Linked DNA regions of Hordeum vulgare: region 2 is linked to region 1. The links are chromatin contacts, called in public Hi-C maps. All regions are on one chromosome and are shown on one strand. The core of a region is the stretch at or near the end of the contact, and the rest is flanking DNA. Distances in the headings are between cores, read along the strand shown.

What was found. A called contact is a pair of places that touch in the nucleus more often than the background predicts.
Region 2: a Hi-C map of leaf shows a contact between it and region 1, with 2.7 times the contacts expected there. The contact joins the promoter of LOC123399170 here to the enhancer-like site in region 1. A contact is called at or near these places in 4 of 6 Hi-C or Micro-C datasets (leaf, seedling and an unstated tissue).

Annotation. Positions count from the first base shown.
Region 1 is chr5H:472,945,687-472,951,166 of MorexV3_pseudomolecules_assembly, forward strand. No RefSeq gene overlaps it. Among protein-coding and RNA genes, the nearest start is that of LOC123399168, 33 kb to the right of the region's middle. Within about 2 kb of position 3,140, at least 3 of the 3 cell types and tissues checked have open chromatin away from gene starts, as enhancers often do. A contact at or near this core is called in leaf and seedling, where this site is marked.
Region 2 is chr5H:473,002,913-473,008,392 of MorexV3_pseudomolecules_assembly, forward strand. It overlaps LOC123399170 (probable E3 ubiquitin-protein ligase XERICO), which reads left to right and starts at 3,055. Exons shown (of 1, transcript XM_045093602.1): 1 at 3,055-3,973. The coding sequence starts at 3,163. The coding sequence ends at 3,654.

The DNA of each region.
Region 1 (5,480 bases), core at 1,890-4,389:
CCTTCCAGTATTACTGAGAGAGGATGAGTTGAAATGGGCGTCCCGAGCCAAAGTGAGGGCTCTAGTACTCGGGGATAACAACACTAAATTCTTTCATTTGATCGCGAATGGAAAACATAGGAAAAAGCGAATTCTGCAGTTAGAGCAAGATGAGGGTACAATAGTCGGTCATGAGAACCTGAAATTGTACATCTCCAATTACTATAAAAAGTTATTTGGTGCGTCCGATCATACTCATGTGAGTATGGATGAGCATCAAGTGGCGGATATTCCTCAAGTTGGAGAGGCCGACAATGAGTTTTTATCCGCCCCATTCACAGAGAAAGAGGTGCTTCAGGCGATTGGCGACATGAAGAATGGTAAAGCTCCGGGGCCAGATGGGTTTCCGGCTGAGTTTTACAAGAGATGTTGGCACATCATTAAGAAAGATCTCATGGCTATGTTTCAGGATCTGTATGATGGTCACCTGCAACTCTTTCATTTGAATTTTGGTACCATTACATTGTTGCCAAAGAAAGAGGGGGCAACACGTATTGAGCAATTTCGTCCCATTTGTTTGCTAAATGTTAGCTTCAAGATTTTCACGAAGGTGGGAACTCATAGACTAAGTACGATGGCACATTCTGTCGTGCAATCTACGCAAACAGCTTTCATGCCTGGAAGGAATATCTTAGAAGGGGTTGTTGTCTTGCATGAAACATTGCACGAAATCCATTCGAAGAAACTAGATGGTGTGATCTTCAAAGTGGATTTTGAGAAGGCATATGACAAAGTTAAATGGTCCTTTCTGCAGCAAACCCTACGCATGAAGGGTTTCGACGAGCTTTGGCGAAAGCATGTTGATTGTTTTATTAAGAAAGACAGTGTTGGGATTAAGGTGAATGATGATGTTGGTCACTTTTTCCAGACACTAAAGGGTCTTAGGCAGGGGGACCCGATGTCTCCTATCTTATTTAACATTGTTGCTGACATGTTGGCTCTCTTGATTAAACGAGCTAACAGAAAGACCTTGTAGGGGGACTTGTCCCACATCTTGTGGATGGGGGTGTCTCTATTTTACAATATGCCGACGATACGATTCTTTTTATGGAACATGATTTGGTTAAAGCCAGAAACCTGAAGCTTATTCTTTGCCTTTTTGAGCAGCTATTCGGACTGAAAATTAATTTCAATAAAAGTGAATTGTTCTGTTTTGGTAGGGCCAAAACTGAACAACACACGTACAATCAATTGTTTGGTTGTGCTAGTGGGTATTTACCTTTTACCTATTTAGGGATTCCCATTCACTATCGCAAACTCTCAAATAAGGAATGGAAATGCATTGAGGATCGTTTTGAAAAAAAGTTGAGTTGCTGGAAAGGCAAGCTTCTATCGTTTGGTGGGAGGATAGTTCTTGTTAACTCTGTTCTTACAAGCATGCCTATGTTTCTTTTATCCTTTTTTGAAGTACCTGTTGGGGTGTAGAAAAGACTGGATTTCTATCGTTCACGGTTCTTCTGGCAAAGCGATGAGGTTAAGACAAAATACAGGCTTACTAGATGGGATATCATTTGTCGACCTAAGGAGCAAGGGGGTTTAGGAATTGAAAATTTAGAGACCAAGAATAGATGTCTACTCAGCAAATGGTTGTTTAGATTATCCGGGGAATCTGAAGGTATGTGGGTACAGATTCTGACGAATAAGTACTTACAAAGCAAAACCTTGTCTCAGGTTACAGCACGCCCTACAGACTCTCCTTTCTGGAAAGGTTTGATGCGGGTGAAGACCGCCTTCTTTCACAGAACCAGATTCATTATAGGAGATGGTGAATTGACTAGATTCTGGGAAGATACTTGGTTAGGGGAGACTCCTTTAGCCATTCAGTATCCGCAGTTGTATCATATTGCGCAACGTCGACAAGCGCCCGTTGCTTCAATAATGCGCGAGACACCTCTAAATATTCATTTTCGTAGGTCTTTACTTGCTGACAGATGGATTAGCTGGCTGCATCTTGTCAGGAGGTTGATGGACATCAACCTCTCTGACAGACCTGATCGTATTCAGTGGAAGCTGATTGCGAATGGAGTTTTCTTGGTTAAATCTATGTACTTGCATCTCATAGATTCTGCGCCTATTCCCAAATCCCCTCATATTTGGAGGATCAAAGTGCCTCTTAGAATTAAGATCTTCATGTCGTTCGTCCATAAAGGAGTTATCTTAACAAAGGACAATCTTGCCAAGAGGAATTGGAATGGGCATACTCGATGCATTTTCTGTCCTAATAATGAAAGTATTCAGCACCTCTTTCTAGATTGTCCTATGGCAAAGTTGGTTTGACGCTCGTTGCACATTGCTTTCAATATCACTCCTCCTAATAGCATAAACACGTTGTTTGGGATGTGGCTGCAGGGGGTTGATAGTTTAACTACTAAATGTATTCGTGTGGGAGTGTGTGCATTATTGTGGGCCGTGTGGAACTGCAGGAATGACATAGTTTTTAACCGTCGACATAACTTTCACTTCTTGCAGGTCATCTTCAGAGTTACCACACTGATCCGTACGTGGTCATTACTCACCCATGTGGACGCCAGGGAGCCTATGGTTACTGGGTGTGTCCGATGGGAGATGGTAGCTCAGTGTATCTTCAATCGGTTTGGATGACGTCACACTAATCGGATAGGTGTTTAGGCATCTAGATATATTGTCAGCGCCGGTTTTGGACGCATTTGGCGTCTTGTATCCCTTTTTTTTATTCCTTTTATTTCAATTGTTTGGAACCAGTTGTACTCGGTTAAGACTTGAGCTTATTATTAATATATGGCCGTATGCATCTTTCGATGCAGAGGACGGGGCTAAGCCTCCTTTTCTAAAAAAAAATATCCATGCCATAGCATCTCCATGATCGAGGTTGTCGTTGGCGGAGGTGAAGCGCCATAACGATGGTCTCCTAGCTGGTTGGCCGTGATACCCGTGCCTAGCTAGCTGGTTGCTCTGCTCCGTGTCCGTTCTCGTAGCTGCATGCATGATCTTGAAGTCGGTGCACATATGTCCGGCCATCTGCATCTTTATCTCTCAAGTCGCCGGACATCTCTGACCGTCTGACTGTCGCTAGCTTGCATGATAGATTGCTCTCGTACAGCTAGCTGCTGCCGCCTGTGTGTGGAGAGAGAGGAGTCCGGACCAGCTGACAGGCAAGTCCAGAACAAGCCCAGAAAACAGCTAAGGCCAGCCAGCACGGGGAGTCCCTCCGGCTCAACTCGGCGCACAGTATCTGAATCTGAACGTATGTATATCCTGTGTGCCGCTGTTCGAACCACGCGCGGACGCGAACACTGGTTTGCACAGATGGACCCAGACGTTGTCTACACAATGAGACGACAACAGGTTCGTATGTATTCTCCAAGTTGGACTGTAAAATAACGAATAGTATTTGTATGTAAGTCGTAGAGTAAATTCATTCTGATTGTCAATGAAATTTGTTTCAGTTGGCTGCTATACTAGACGCTTCCGCTATTGTCGGCCGTGCGTTCAATTTGCACGCATGGAGAACGAGGCCCCAAAAGGCGTTTTGGCTTCCTCCGGACCAGATATCCAGATGAGATCGATGGCCATACCCATACATATACATGTAGATTTGCCATGTTTATCACCACGCACGGCGCGCGCGCGCGCACACACACGGTCGGTCAGGATGCTGCCGGAGAAGTCGCGGATGCGCGGCTTGAACCCGACGTCGCAACAAACTTGCATGGTTCGACAACGACGATCGATCGCTGCTACTGGCCATAGCTAAGCTAGCTACCAAAGGCAGCCCGTCCACACAATCGGGACCAAAGCGGTGCTGTTAGTGCTGCCGCTGCATGCAACCTGGCATGTGCGGATGTGCTCATCTCATCTCCACCCACAAAACGGGACGCAATGGGTGGCACGGCGCCCACCCCCTCTTACCCGTGCAAAAACACCTTTCTCTGCTGCTATTTCTGTTCATCGCGTCGAAGGAGACAGATGCAAAGCCTTGCCTTATAGCATCTCTAGCCGTTTGGTCCCCGAGCATATCCGATGATGACGTTTGTGCGTTTGGGTCGGCATTTTTTTGGTTTTGAAAGGCACACATTTTCAGCCGTTCCCTAAGTTTTGATCCTGGACGCACATAAATTTAAAGTTTTCTTTTTTGTTATAAAAAAGACACACATTTGATGATCATCGTGTCATAGGTCAGCGATCACCATGTCACTGATCAACGATCGAACATAGCAAAAGTCCAGCGATTAATAAGGTGAGAACCATAATCACGGAACTCAAATGACAAGCTCCTCTCATGCAGGCGTGGGAGAGCTCGGCGTTGGCGTGGGCGTCTTTCAGTGCGGTGTTGGCGTGGGTGTCATTGGTGTTGTGGTCATAATTGCATTGCTCAGCGTTCGCATGGGCGGGGTTGTGATCGTCACCGGTCCCGTCATGAGGTTCGAGATGAGGTTGTGCTTTTCCAGGTACCACGCCTTCACCTGCGGGGCCATCGTCACCATGTCTGCTCCCATCAAGAACGTCGGGTCGGTGTTTCTCTTCTTCGCGGCAACGTTGGTCCTGAGAAGGTCGAGCTTGACATCCTGCTTCATCATCAACGCCGAGCACCTCGCCTTAGACTTTTCCTCCCTCTTGGCGGAGTGACTCCTAGCGTCGGCATGCACTGTTCTATCAACGACAGCTGCCGTTCGACAGCGGTGCCGAGTCCCTTGCCGCCTTCGTACTCTTGTTGCCATCATGACGCCCTTTTGTCGCCTCCGAGACAAGCACATCCGGGTTGTAGACACTGTCCTTGGTCCTGGCGAGAGCGAGTCAGACCTCTCTCCATTTCTCGCACGACTCGATCCTTGAGAAGATACGAAGGAACTTGAACTCGAGGTCGTTGTTGTCCTGGCAAAACATGTTGAACATTTGGATCATCTGCACAAACAAAGAACAAGTGTTGGCAAAGTACACAACGAAGAGCTCGGCGAGAAGGCTATGGACATACGTGACGCTCGACGTTTGCGCCGCTTTCTGGGCGAGCAATGACCTCCTCCTGAATCCCATGCCACTTGTTGTAGGCTAGCTGGATGGTCGCCCAATGGTTGGCCATGGCCTTCTCACCATGATCCATGTGGATGCTAGAGAACTCGGGGTCGACCAACTTGCGCTCGCCAAACGCCGTCTTGACCCTTTTCCAGTAGGCGTCGGCATTCTATTTCGCGACGGTGATCGGGTCGATCTTGACGGTCTTCCATGCTTCGGCGAGGCACTCGTCTTTTTTTTACGTCCATTTGACGCGAGGCTCAACCGGCTTGGCGTTGGACGACCACCCCTTCCTTCTTCCTTTGGCCGCTGGCGCCGCCGGTTGTTCCTCTTCCACCTCATCCTCGACATCGTCGTACTCGACGTCCTCCCTGTCGCCGGCATTGTCCAGCGTGTCCTCTTGCATGCAGAACACGTGGCACGAAGGGGCAACGGCTAAGATGATCATGATG
Region 2 (5,480 bases), core at 1,805-4,304, 57 kb after region 1:
GCACCCGGTCGATCGCGTCGCGTGATGAGATGAGATGAGAGCGAGTCCGGCGCCCCGTCGACAGCTCGGACGGGCGCGCGCACGCACGCAACGCGCGCGGGGGTGGTGGCCGCCACGGCCGCTAGCGGCGCGGCGTGGGCGCGCGGCCCCACCGTGCCCGTCGCCGGTTCGAGACGCGGCCACGTTGCTTTCCCGCGCCTCGCTGTCGCCCGGGACGCGGGCCACGCGGCGGCCACGTGACCCGGGCGTGGGCGGGTGGGGACGCCCCGCTCGCGCCGCGCTGGGCGCACCGCAGAGCTCGGACGGCCGCCGGAAAGCAACGACGGAACGTCAGCGGCGACCCCGGTGGTGTCGTCTCGCCTCGTCGGTACGCAGCACGACGCGCTTTCATTTTGCTTTGCATGCTTTGTGTGGACAGGGCCGCCGGGCCTACAGGTTAAGCCGTGCTAATCACGGCCTAGATCGCCGCAAGTTATCTGAAACCAACCATCGCCACGGAAATTCGCATAAAAAAACAACTCCCCCTCGAATCTTCTAAGCTACTCCCGCGTAGAGTAATCGACTGCCAATTAACGTCGCCATGGAGCATTCGAGACGCGCCTATAAACTAACACCCGTAGTAAAAGAAAGATCAGGTAATGGCCGTAATCACTAGAAGTGCAGACTCAGCGGTATGACCACTTAATAAACTAGTATTAACACTGCTTCCACGTAAAGTAAGATTGCAACAGTCGTGAAACCACAGGGGAGGCGGGAGGAAGAAAGAACGAGCGGCCGGGGGAGAGACGAGAGCAGACAGTGGAGTACGCTAGGCCACCAACAGGTTGGCAGAAAGGGTGGAGCCGTCCACCGGATTTCAGATGTGGATCACCGGCGCCCACATCGCCCCCACATATACTACTCCCCCCCTCCTGACTAGTCCACACGCGCCAAATCTCCCTCGAAATCCCGCTTATCCCAGTCATTAAGTGGCCAGAAGCACCCAAACCCTATTCTATCAATCTAATTTTTCTTTTTTGCACTACTAATTAAACTACCTGATCAACTTGCATGCTCGTTTGCTTGGCTCCATATACCACTGCACGCCTCTCGTTTCACATTGCCACGCGCGTTCCTTCGTTCGTAGACTGGTGGCCACTGGAACGGCTCAGGCCTGCAGCTGCATGTGCCGGTGCAGTTGGGACGACGCCAAGCCAAACCCGCGCGGCGGCCGGGCGCTTAACGCAAGCAACCACCTTGTGTTAGGCAGTTGATCGAACGCGGCAAAGCTCTCCCAGGCCACAGGAACTCTGCTGCCGTGCCGCCACTTTGCCCTTCGCTGTCGCCGGTGGAGCAAAAATGTTAGCGTTAGCAGGGAGGATTGATCGGTGAACGAAGAACGAACGGTCGTCAATTAGCTGCGTAAACACGCACGTTCGTGTCGTGGTCGCTGGACGGTGCGCGTGGGGGCAGAAATTCCAGTTTGCTTTCGGTAAAACCCTGCTACTAAAGATAGAAAATAGAAACGATTTCCGCAGATATGCATGGCTGTGCTTTGGTGTCGCCATCCATGGAGTAAGTAAATAAAGATACCGATCGGTCTCAGTTGGAGCGAGGACGGTGCGGGTGTGAACGGAATTTCACAATAAACTTCCAGTAAAACCATAGTATATGAACCGACAGAGCAGCGCGCCATTTGAAAACTCCACCGGCTTATTTAGCCCGGCCGCGCAGGTCAACAGGCCGTTGGTGGTCAAGTTCAGACGCAACACAAAAACTTGAGCTGCACGTACTACTGGTAGTACTACTACTCCTGGGTAGCAGTCAAGCCAGCCTAACCGGACCGTTTATTATTTGTTTTTACGAGAGCCCCGTTGATTAGTCGTCTGATGGATTACTGTTGACGGGCACATCACACGAGCAAGTACCCGTACCACTGTACCGGGTAGCTTGCCAAGCAACTTTCATCCAACGAGAAATGGTTAGGTGCGTTCCACCGAGACTTTCCCCACGGCAAGCAATTAAGCAAGCAAGCAAGCAGCCACTGGTGCTGGTCAAGACCCGACGCAGCCTAGTGGCCGGCACGCCGGAGGGCGCGGGGCACCCGGCCGCCCGTCCGTCCGCTGAACCTGAACGGCTGAACCGCAGCGTCGGTCGCCGTCGGTCGTCCCTGTCTCGCGCGTCGTAACTGCGTCGATCGGGAGGGGGCGTAGCGCAGTGGCGTACGTAGCAGGAGATCGATTCCAAATCCGGTGCACGGGCCGATTGGGACCGGCCCGTGCGGGACTCTCGTCGGGTCGATTCGATTCGATTCAACCGGCCGGCCGCCCGCAGTCGTGCAGGCACGGCAACCCGCGGAATTTCTCCTCTGGGTCTGGGATAAACCATTCCCGCAGAACCGGAAGAAAATGCTGTTATACTTCCTCCAAAAAGAAAAAGATCCGCTTGTCTTTTCAACCGAAAAGAAAACGAGGCTGCGATAATGTCACCCCCAGTCAAGCACGTCACGGTTGCTCAACAGATAAATGGCAGGAATTGCCGCTTACGTTCGGTAGGAGTAATGTGCTGAATAGAATTCCCTTTCGCCCTCACTTGGCCTTTTTGATTGGGCGTCCGCCAATCAGCTTCGCCAGTCGCGCCTCATGATTTCCGGGAGGGAGAGTACACACACTGTCCCCGTGACAGTGAGATCGGTCACTCGACACCGTGATCTGAGCACCGGCTCCGGTGCGGTGCACTGCACGTACAAATGCGTCCACCGGGCAGGCCTAAATAATTGGCGGGCGGGAAGCCATGCACGCATTATTGGGCGCCACGGACCAAACCAGAGCCGCAGGGGGGAGGAATTATTGGGCGCCCACGATCGAACCGCACCGCATGTGGGGTGTCCCCCAGCGCGGGGTGGAGCGGATCGGACGTCCGTCGGGCGGATCCGACGGCGGTGGGCTGCCGAACACGGGTCGCGGTACACCACTCGTCCGCCCGAAGGGGATGTGGGATGGATAGGGAGGTGACACCAGCAGCGCCGGCTCGGCTTATAAATGCGCTCCCCACGACCCCCCCTCCCTCACTGTATCCACCCCACCACCACCACCACCATAGAAGCTCAGAGCAGGCAGCCCCTGAAAGAAGGCGAAAATTGCAGACGGGTCCAGGGATCGATCCCCAACACCGGCCGCCGCGATGGGCATCTCCAGCATGCCGGCGCCCAAGGAGAGCCTCCTGATCTACCTGCTCTACCACGCGGTCGTCTCGATCGCCGCCCTGGCGGGGCTCCTCCGCGCCGCGCTCGCCTTCCTCGGCCTGCCCACGCCGCCGTCGCTGCTGGCCGGGGAGGACGCGGATGGCGGCGACCAGCTCACGGCGGCCACCCCGGCCGGCCCCAGCCTGGCCGAGAGGTTCAGGAGCAGGTTCCGCCCGGCGCGCTTCGGCCGGAGGCGGGGCGCGGCGGCGGCGCCTGACTGCCGCGTGTGCCTGGTGCGGTTCGAGGCGGACGCCGTGGTAAACCGCCTCCCCTGCGGCCACATGTTCCACCGCGCCTGCCTCGAGACCTGGCTCGACTACGACCACGCCACCTGCCCGCTCTGCCGCTCCCGCCTCCTCCCGGCTGTGGCCGCGGCCGCCGACGAGTCGTCGCGGTCGCCGCCGGCCCCCAGCCTGACGGCGTGGATGTAGAGACGAGTCAAGACGAGACAAGAGAAGAGAGATTCGCCCCGTCGCCCCCGGCTACGTGCTAGCTCCGTGTGTGGCCTCTCCGTGTGCGCGTAGGAATTTAGGTCGATCCTAGCAAAGCAGAGAGGGTGCTCGTTCCCCTTCGCATCCCTCCCTCCTTTTTTTTTTTGATTTCGTTTTCTGTAGGCCTCGTGCCGTCGCTGTGCCGTGTACATATTTTTCAGCAGAGAGCGCTCCTACGGGTGTAGCGCTTTGTGTGATGAGAGATTTGCGTGCAGCCCTTGGCCTTTTTTTTTTACGAGAAACGGAAAATTGATGCGAAGAGGATTGTGTGTTCTTGCTTGCCCTCTTTCTTGGATGGCTGCCCCTAACCCGTCTCTCCAGATATTTATGAAGAAAGTTACTCTGCTGATTTTCCTTATTTTACCCCTTCCCATGTATGCCGTTGTATTACCAATTTCAGGAACTGGTACGTAATCTCAACAAGTGTTTATGAAATCGGATCGATGATTGACCACTAATTACGAAACATGATCGATCAATAAACCGTTACCAGTTTTACCAAAGTGTTCGGGTACTTTGTAGCCTTTATTAAACCAGATCAAGAAACCACTAATACCAGTTTTACCAAAGTGTTCATCAAACCAGATCAAGAAACTACTACTACTAATATTAACAAAGTGTTCATTAAACCAGATCAAGACACCACTACTATTCAGGCAATTTTAACGAAGTGTTCATTAAACCAGATCAAGAAACCACTACTATTCAGGTAATTTCTAGCGTTTATTAAAGCAGATGAAGAAACCACCACTGCTATTTTTTCCCGGGCTCCAAACAAACGGCAAGGGAATCTCCACTACTACTAATCAGGTCAGGAGTATTAAACCAAGTGGGGTTGGTTGAGTGATCGATTATTTCTTGGGGTGGCGTTGCGGGTATCCCCGGAGCAATTAGGCGAGGAGTGGAGGGCGGGGGGGACAAGGCGCTGAAAGGCACGGCAACGGCAGCGGATTGTTTATGCGCGCGGGGGCGGGTCACATGGATTACGGATACGTGCTTATCAACGTGGCCCCACTTGGCTGCGTCCGCATCGCCGATGGCACATGCCGCCAATCTTGCGCGTCCCTCCATCGGCTCCTTGTCGTCACGGCCAAGGGCCCTTTTTCTGAAGTTTTTTTTTAAGCTCCTAGGTCCCTTTTGTTATACTACTTTTTTTCACCCCTGCCCTGCAACCCCACCAAGTCATTCTTCTTTGAGATTAATGCCTTGAAAAATATAATTTTTTTGATAGGGAGAAGTTTTGAGGGATTAAGTTTAGGGCAGCTGCCATGGATACCTTTGAGAGGCCTTCCTAAAAGTCAAAAACTCACCCTTTATCTAAAAAAATCAAATTGTTTAGGGGTTAAATAATATCTGGGCTAGCACGATCCCCTGAACTTAATCCCTCAAAAATATCCTTTTGCCAATTCATCCAACCATTTTTAAACTTTATCACAATATACTCATTTAATACTCGAGAGTTCAGGTATACATATTCAATTCATAGCATAGCAAGTTTATTATTCTCAAACATAACCACATATATTTAAACAATACTATAGTCCAAATGAACTAAGAATCGAGACAAACATGATAAAAGCACAAGAATCAAGTGCTATGAAAGCGCTAATGTTGCTCAATAAGGTATCCTTGAAGTTTTTTGTGAGCTTGACGATTGGTGTTCTTCGAGGAAGGCTTTGATCCTGTTTGGGTTATGTTATGGACCCATCGATGGCCTTTGAAGAGATACCGAAAGTCATGTGAGTCGTCTATTTCATCATTGATGA